Regions from separate parts of the Mus musculus genome. Here region 2 is linked to region 1. A link is a contact called in public HiChIP or PLAC-seq data. All regions are on one chromosome and are shown on one strand. Each heading gives the region's core, a stretch centred on a gene start, on an enhancer-like site or on the middle of the called end of the contact. The rest is flanking DNA. Distances are from core to core; before and after follow the strand shown.

Region 1 (3,799 bases), core at 468-2,967:
TTCTCATCTTTGAACACGATATATGATTAAAGTTAGTAAGGCATGGGTGGGTGTCAGTGGGAGTACCTTTTCAGATTTTGATATATAAAGTAACTGATACCCTTGATAACCTGTGCACTTAATAAATGGGCTGCTGAGTTCCCTGCCAAATTTTAGTCTTAAATCCTGATTCAGGGGATCAACTGTACATTTGTAAAAGTGGCAGGAGGCAGCATGGTATGCTGGATCTAGGAGCTTGCTTATTGAAGTGGGCACAAGAGAAGAGAGAGGTGTAGATATATTAGGAAACTTTAAGCTAGAGACATACATTTCAACATACGAGTTATAAAGAAAATAGGGTAAAGCTGTAAAAGAGAGTGCAAAAACCATTTGGTCATAATTCTTATAATGACATTTTCTCCAGTCTTCTACCCAGTGTTGATGAAGGTCTGTGAATAAGTTGATTTGGAATACATCCTCAAAATAGTGAGGGGATATTTTCAAATGTTTTGTCCAACTTTTCCCAAATTTTCATCCAAGGAGTGATGTCAAGTCTCAGAGTCTTCCTGGATCCTTTGAAAAAATGGCATTCCTGGTTCCTGTTCTTGAGATTCTCTATTGTTCTTAGAAACAAATTTTCTCAAGAGAGCATGATACATAGCCCAAAGAACTGTAGTTCTACACACACACACACACACACACACACACACACACTTAAATCTAATATGATAGTAGAGGTTTCAACTTCTTCTGGGCTCATGTTCTTCACAGATAACTACAAGAGCTACTATCTGATGCATCACTATGTTCTACTCCATAGTCTCTCAAGGTGGCCATCTTCACTGTATCATGGAACACAGTGACACCACTCCCGTCCTGTTGGATTTTTCAGAGTAGTTATGGCACTTGACTTCTATGTAACAAACTCATTTTCTAGTCTCTGTAAACTCTCAGTTCAGGTGGGGAGGTAAAATTTATCAGCTCATTACTTGAACCATGCAAAGCCTCATTTTAGTTTATTGCAACCTTTATAGTGGTTGTTGAGTGACCTTAGGAAACAATTGACAATTGCAGAACTGGTTGATATCAGCATATCTGTGAACAATGGTGCTATTGATAACTATTAGAAATCAATAATTATTTCATAAAATATATTATAAAATAATATATTGAATTAAATGATCTTATGGGACAGGTACTTTGAAAATGTAAATTAGTGATTAAATTCATATAACTTCTTAGTACTAACAAAGTACATCAAGAGCTTCTTGAAACAAAGTGCATTTGTGAAGGATTACAGCATATCATGAATAAATTATCTAAAATTGGTGTTTGTCTGTCCTTTCTGGTGGGAACTCAGGGACCACTTTACAATAGGAATTATTGTAAGTTCGAGCTAGTCAATTGTCTAAGTTAACAAACATCCATACTATATTTATTTTGGGACCTTTGAAGGCCACATTGTAGGTGTAACCAGAAGTTCTGCAATATTTGTCTTTCTGCTTCGCAGTAAGGAAGCCTCTGGTTTGTAAGAAGCTGCATAGCTACCCCGATAAAGAGCACATTCACCAGTTCCCTATAGCCAGGTTTACACAGATGACTAAGTCCCACCTACTGGGTGGGTAGGAGTAAAATTACAGCTTCCAAAAAACTTCCTTAAATGGAAGAGACACCCTCTCCTTGCCCTCCCTCCTCCCAAATGGTGGAATAGGAGTGATGACAGAGGCTCATGGAATCTCCTTGACCTTATGGAAACCACATGTCAGGAGTCCAGAGAACTGCAGGACTGTAACAGACACTCATACCAATCTTGCAGTGATCAACCAGACCTTACTTTATGGTTGGCTGTTACTCTGAGGTTTTCTATTTTCTACTTTGGCATTCCAGGTAGTTGGAAGTTAATCTGATAACACAGCCTGTGATTGTCTAGGGAGAAGGAAGACAGGAGGGAAAAATATCGGAGGGAAAAGAAAAGAAAGAGAGAATGAGAAAGAAGAGGAGGAGGGGACAAAGGAGGAAAGGGTGGAAAGGAGAAAAGAAGGAGGAAGAGGATCAGCAGAGTAAGTAGGAAACAGAAAGAGGAAGAGAAAGAGAATGAGGAAGGAGGAAGGAGAGAAGTGGAAGGAACTGAATCGGAGATTAAAATAAATAAACAAAGCCAGCAGCCATTTCTCTCTTTATCCCTTAATGGCCAATATTAAAGAAGAGTTGGTGGGGTGCGATCCAGATGTTGAGCTCGATGACTGGCAGAAAGGGGCCACCCCTGTGTCACAACCTCCATCTGCAGACAATTAATAGCTGGCTGAAACAGGTAACCAAAGGCAGCTGCTTTGGAAAAGGCAGAGGCGAATTGCTTCCACAGTTGATGTCATAACCTAGCCGGCTGCTGAAGAGCAACACCGAGGATGGAAACTCTGACGGACTGGATGGACAGTGCCTCATGGATACCAAATGTTATTGTACATTATTACTCATTGGAATGGTTTGTGGCAAAGACAAATTCTTAGAAGCAACTGGCCATATAGTCTTGTAGTCTAATAACATATGTGTCAGCCAACAGACATATGCCTTAACAGCTTTTAATTATTTCTACTGTTTGCTTACTTCTTTGCATTAAACATGACTTTAGTCTTTTACATATTCATCTGAAATCTCCATTCTCTTACCTTGGTTATCACTTCTCTGTTAATTGCTGCCAAGTCTGTGGGGAAATTTTTTTTTGCAAAAACAATCAGCCTTTCTTCAGGCCGAACAGCTCCATTTACCTTGAACTTTTTTTTTTTTTCTCTTCTATTCATAGTTTCTGCAGATCTCTTTCCTGGCAAGAGCGAAGTTTCGACTGCTTCTGCACCAACTTGTCAGTTAACTCTATAGCTCAAGTGTAACCCTGTTTTACAATGATTGCCCTGGCAGCTTGGCAGTTTCACTCACAGGTGTGTCTCAAGGGCAAAGTCATCCCTGGTGTTCTAGGTTTAACCCTGTTAATCCTATATAAGATTATGCAAAGGGGTTGTGCTGGGCGTGCTATTGCTCTTGCTTGGATTTAATACAAATAGCCTGCCATTGAAGAGGAACAAAGGGATTTTTGATGTGGCTCATCATTGATCCTCATTGGGATAAGGCAAGGCACAAACTCTGAAGCTACTCTAAGTACAAACATTTTCTCCCTCCCCTTTCCTGCTCTCTTCTCTCTCTCACCACTTCTACTGTGTGTGTGTGTGTGTGTGTGTGTGTGTGTGTGTGTGTGTGTGTGTTTGCAAGGGTGTGAGCATTAAGTGTAGAGCCAAAGGTTGGCAGTAGATATATTCCCCGAGTGTTCTTTGCCTTGAGGTCTCTAACTGACCCTGAATCTCACTGCCTCAGCTGGACTGAGTGGTCAGCTAGCTCCAGCAATTGTCCTGTGTCTGCTGCACTCTAACACCGTCATTACTGAAACATGGCACCATGCCCAATCTTTCATATGGGTGCTGGGGTATCTGTACGAATGCCCTCATATCTGTGTGATGTGACAGGCACATTTCCAGCTGAAGCCTTTCCCCATCTCTGGAAATGTCTCTACTTGATACTCCCCATGAAGCAAAGAGACTTAAACAGGGAAGGAAAAACAATCTTAGATAATAATTTGACTGAAACTCTCAGGCGTACCTTACAACGTGTTCTTTGTATGTTCTCATCAATCATGGATATGTCATTACCCTTGGAAATTAATAGCATGGGTTCCATTCACTCTTAGACTAATCCTGTGACAAAACTGTTATGACTCATTAAAAAAATTAAAACCCCATGCACAACCCAAAATACCCATAAATAATTTAGAATA
Region 2 (3,799 bases), core at 508-3,007, 210 kb before region 1:
AGCAAGATTTTGCTGAAAGGACCCAGATATAGCTGTCTCTTGTGAGACTATGCCGGGGCCTAGCAAACACAGAAGTGGATGATCACAGTCAACTATTGGATGGGTCACACGGCCCCCAATGGAGGAGCTAGAGAAATTACCCAAGGAGCTAAAGGGAACTGCAAGCCTATAGGTGGAACAACAATATGAACTAACCAGTACCCCGGAGCTCTTGTCTCTAGCTGCATATGTATCAAAAGATGGCCTAGTTGGCCATCACTGCAAAGAGAGGCCCATTGGACTTGTAAACTTTATATGCCCCAGTACAGGGGAACGCCAGGGCCAAAAAGGGGGAGTGGGTGGGTAGGGGATTGGGGGGGTGGGTATGGGGGACCTTTGGGATAGCATTGAAAATGTAAATGAGGAAAATACCTAATTTAAAAAAAAATTCTCTGTGATGTCTGCGGTGGGTAGTAAGAGAATGGAAGGCATTATAGCTTCTACAAGCTACACTTCCTCAGCTCAGCCAACAGTTGCATTTAGTTTTCAACATATGATTAAACATAGTCACATTTTGAGGATCTGAACTTTGGGAGACATCTCAGTTTGGAAGACCCAAACCTCTAATCCTCCATTCTTCATTTATCAAGGGGTACATCACTGTTTTAACACACTGAGGTTTGGCAGTTCAATTTTGTTCAGGAATAAAGCATTGATGGATGAGAAAGCTACTTCCCCTCCTGGTGAGATGAATATTCCATCTTTTTATCACAGTTAACAGAGTTCATCTGCATCCAGATTTCAGGTCTGGTCTCTAGAAATGAAGGAGGTAGCTTGCATCTCTTCTGCAGAGAGTTAATTATGTCCTGATGGTGCCCAGATGCCCAGTACCCACTGCATGCCTACTGTAGTGCTGTAGATTTACAGCTTGCCTGCCCTTAAAAACCACACCTATCATTGGCTTTCAAGATTGTGGGAGAGAACACTGTCAACATTTCATCACTTAGCAAGAGAAGAAGGATGACTCTATGTCGTATACATTTTGTCCTTTTGTAGCTCTTGCATAACTGTGCCTTACTCAAGGAATATGTGGACTTAAGGACTGACCACACAGCTAAGTTGGTCTTCCAGTTATCCGAGTAGTTAGAGCCCCTGGGAGCTTCTTGTTCTTCTGGAATGTTCTCCTGATTCACAGGGCAAATCAGACCTGATTATGAGAGTTGGCCCTATTCTATAAGCATGACTGTAGAAGATTTGCCCGTAAAAGTACAGGTATGCAGTGACATCCAACCTGGAAATACAATAAAATTAACAGCAATGTACTTTCCCCAATGCTCTCATTTTCATAATGAAAGTTTTCCTGGTCAGAGCTGAACTAGGACATAACAGAGAGGTTATTTATTTATGTACTTATTTATTTTGCTATTTTCTGTTTCCACACAATGATTAATAAAAAGAAGCAGGAAACGTGGCAGTTTCCTGCAAGACTAGGCTACTTTTCTCAGAAGCATGGTATCTTCTGGAATTTAGGGAGAAATTTATGTAGAAATAGGCAGCGAGGTGCATTAGAAGGAAACTTGAGATACCATCTTAACATCGTAACATTCAGTCACTACTAGTAATTCTAGCCATTTAAAACTTTGGGGTTAGACTCTGGTCTTCCTTACCAGAGACGCTGGAATGTTCTCCTAAGCCACAAAGTGAACAAGACCTCTGTACCTGTTTGTTGAGTGACTCATGGGCGGTAGCTGATACGCTAAAGGATGTAGGAAAAGGGTCGGGATGCAAAGGTATGTGGGCTGGCTTCCTGCTCAGCAGGAGTAACAGTACGGACTCTCCTGCACAGCATCTAAGGGATGCTCAATGTACAGTGTAATACCCTAACAGCTTCCAGCAGCTGAAAGGCTGTGCTTCGGGTTGTGTAAGTTCAGAAACACAAAATCTAGCATAATGGTCATTTTCTGACGTCTCCTCCGGATCCTCTTCTTCTTTCTTCTTCCCCCTCCTCTTCTTAAATGCTTTTTTCCATAGAATATATTTTGACCATGTTTTCCCTTCCAGAAACTCCTCCCAGATCCTCCCTACCTACCCAGCAGCCAATACCCATGCTCTCAAAAATATACCTCAAATCTCAGGAAAGACATCAGAATTATTCTGATATTCAATGCCTCTACTACAGTATGAAGCTCAGTTCCACTGATAGTTACCTTTCCAACTTCTTGTCAACCACAACTGACCTTCATTTTTTGAGTGCCTTGTATTAGTAAATTTTTTTGTTTGAAATGTATTTGTTTGTTTTCTCAGTAATGTGATCATAGACTACTTAAAGCAACAGGTTGATTTTATGAAAAACAACAGCAAGACAACCTAACCCATTGATGAATGGGTTAATCATTCAGACATTTCTTAATAGAATTACTTTCTAGTAAGTCTCACATCTTCCTTGAATTTTGTGGAGTGCCTGGTCAGATACTCCCAATGGACTGAAAACACAGCACTGTAGCTTCGGCAACAAAATAGTAGCATGAACTAGGTCCCATCTCTTCAGAAACATTGAATATGGTAGTACAGGATGGTATTGATGTGCATACATCACTAGAGAAACATGATGATTTACAAAGAGCTCTTTTTTTTTTTTTTTTTTTTTCAATATGGAGCAGAAGGCATTATTCCCATATTTGTGGTTTGAGTGGCAGGACCAAGGATATAACTATTCAGCCATAATGTAAGTTTTTTCAAAGGGCATCACTCAAGTAAGTATTTTTGGGGGATGTGAGGGGGGGAACCATGCACACATCATGAAATGTGCACTGGAAGTCAGAAGTGACCTTTTACTTTGATTAAGGCAGCGCTTCCTGTCACTGTCAGCTGTGTAGGTCAGGGTATCAGAAAGCCTGTTAGCCTTTGGGGATTTCCCTGACCTCAACTTCCATCTCACAGTTGGAGTACTGGAATTGCAATCATGCTCTACCAAGCCTACCCTTACCTAGGTTCTTGGGATAGAACTCATGTCCTCAGGATTGTATGTCAAAAATACACCCAGTCACTTTCTTAGCTCCAGTTAGGTTTTGTACATTTCTTCTACTGCTCATTTCTTGAGAATGTAAGTCAGAAGTGGAAATACCAAGGTAAAACCCGAGTTAGAGTAAACTGTGTTCCCAGCTATCATCTCTACATAATTATCTATTTTATAATCCAAAAGATTCTTTAAACTGCCAGTGAGTATATTCTCAGTAGCTTGCTGGGCAAAAAAAAAAAAAATGTTCTTTTCAAGAGTATCTTGTCTACAGTCTTGGCTATTATAACTGCCTTACGCTATAATCATCTCTATAGAACAACATCAGGGGACTAAAGCAGTTGTCTATTCTAAATGCCTGAAAGTGAAAGCTCAAAGCAAAGCTAGACTTGACAGGAGTTCAAGCATTACAGCAACAGGTATTCATATCAGCTTTGCTTTCTTGCTCTGGAGGATTTAGAAAGCTAATAATTTACCAAGCAGGTTTTCCTACAAGGTATCAGCCAAGTAGAAATTATAGTAGATTAGAATCAGTAGCAAACATTTGAGTTAAATTGAAGTCTCATTTAAATTATACAAAAAGCTGGTAGTTTCAGTTTTCTACCTTGTTTTAATTTTAAGGACACTAAAATGTTCTTCAAAATCATGGTAAGCTAAAACTGTTGTTATTTGCCCAGCAGACTCTATTTTGGGGAGAAAGAACAGTTTTTGTAAAGCATGTAGCTAAGAAACTCTTGTTTATTCTTAATGCCTACTGTGTCTAGAGTCCTGAGATCAGCATTTAGAACAGTTTACAGGTGCCAC

The links. HiChIP or PLAC-seq counts read pairs in DNA pulled down with a chosen protein or histone mark.
Region 2: a FOXA1 HiChIP or PLAC-seq map of pancreatic cancer cells shows a contact between it and region 1. The contact joins two enhancer-like sites. A contact is called at or near these places in 1 of 15 datasets of contacts at CTCF or cohesin (the NIH/3T3 cell line), 3 of 484 Hi-C or Micro-C datasets (bone marrow-derived macrophages, macrophages and muscle stem cells) and 2 of 115 datasets of contacts at active chromatin or transcription factors (bone marrow-derived macrophages and pancreatic cancer cells).

Annotation. Positions count from the first base shown.
Region 1 is chr13:6,028,184-6,031,982 of GRCm38.p6, reverse strand. No RefSeq gene overlaps it. Among named protein-coding and RNA genes, the nearest start is that of Gm46401, 110 kb to the right of the region's middle. Within about 2 kb of position 1,717, at least 67 of the 459 cell types and tissues checked have an H3K27ac peak or open chromatin away from gene starts, as enhancers often do. A contact at or near this core is called in pancreatic cancer cells, where this site is marked.
Region 2 is chr13:6,234,654-6,238,452 of GRCm38.p6, reverse strand. No RefSeq gene overlaps it. Among named protein-coding and RNA genes, the nearest start is that of Gm35615, 53 kb to the left of the region's middle. Within about 2 kb of position 1,757, at least 15 of the 459 cell types and tissues checked have an H3K27ac peak or open chromatin away from gene starts, as enhancers often do. A contact at or near this core is called in pancreatic cancer cells, where this site is marked.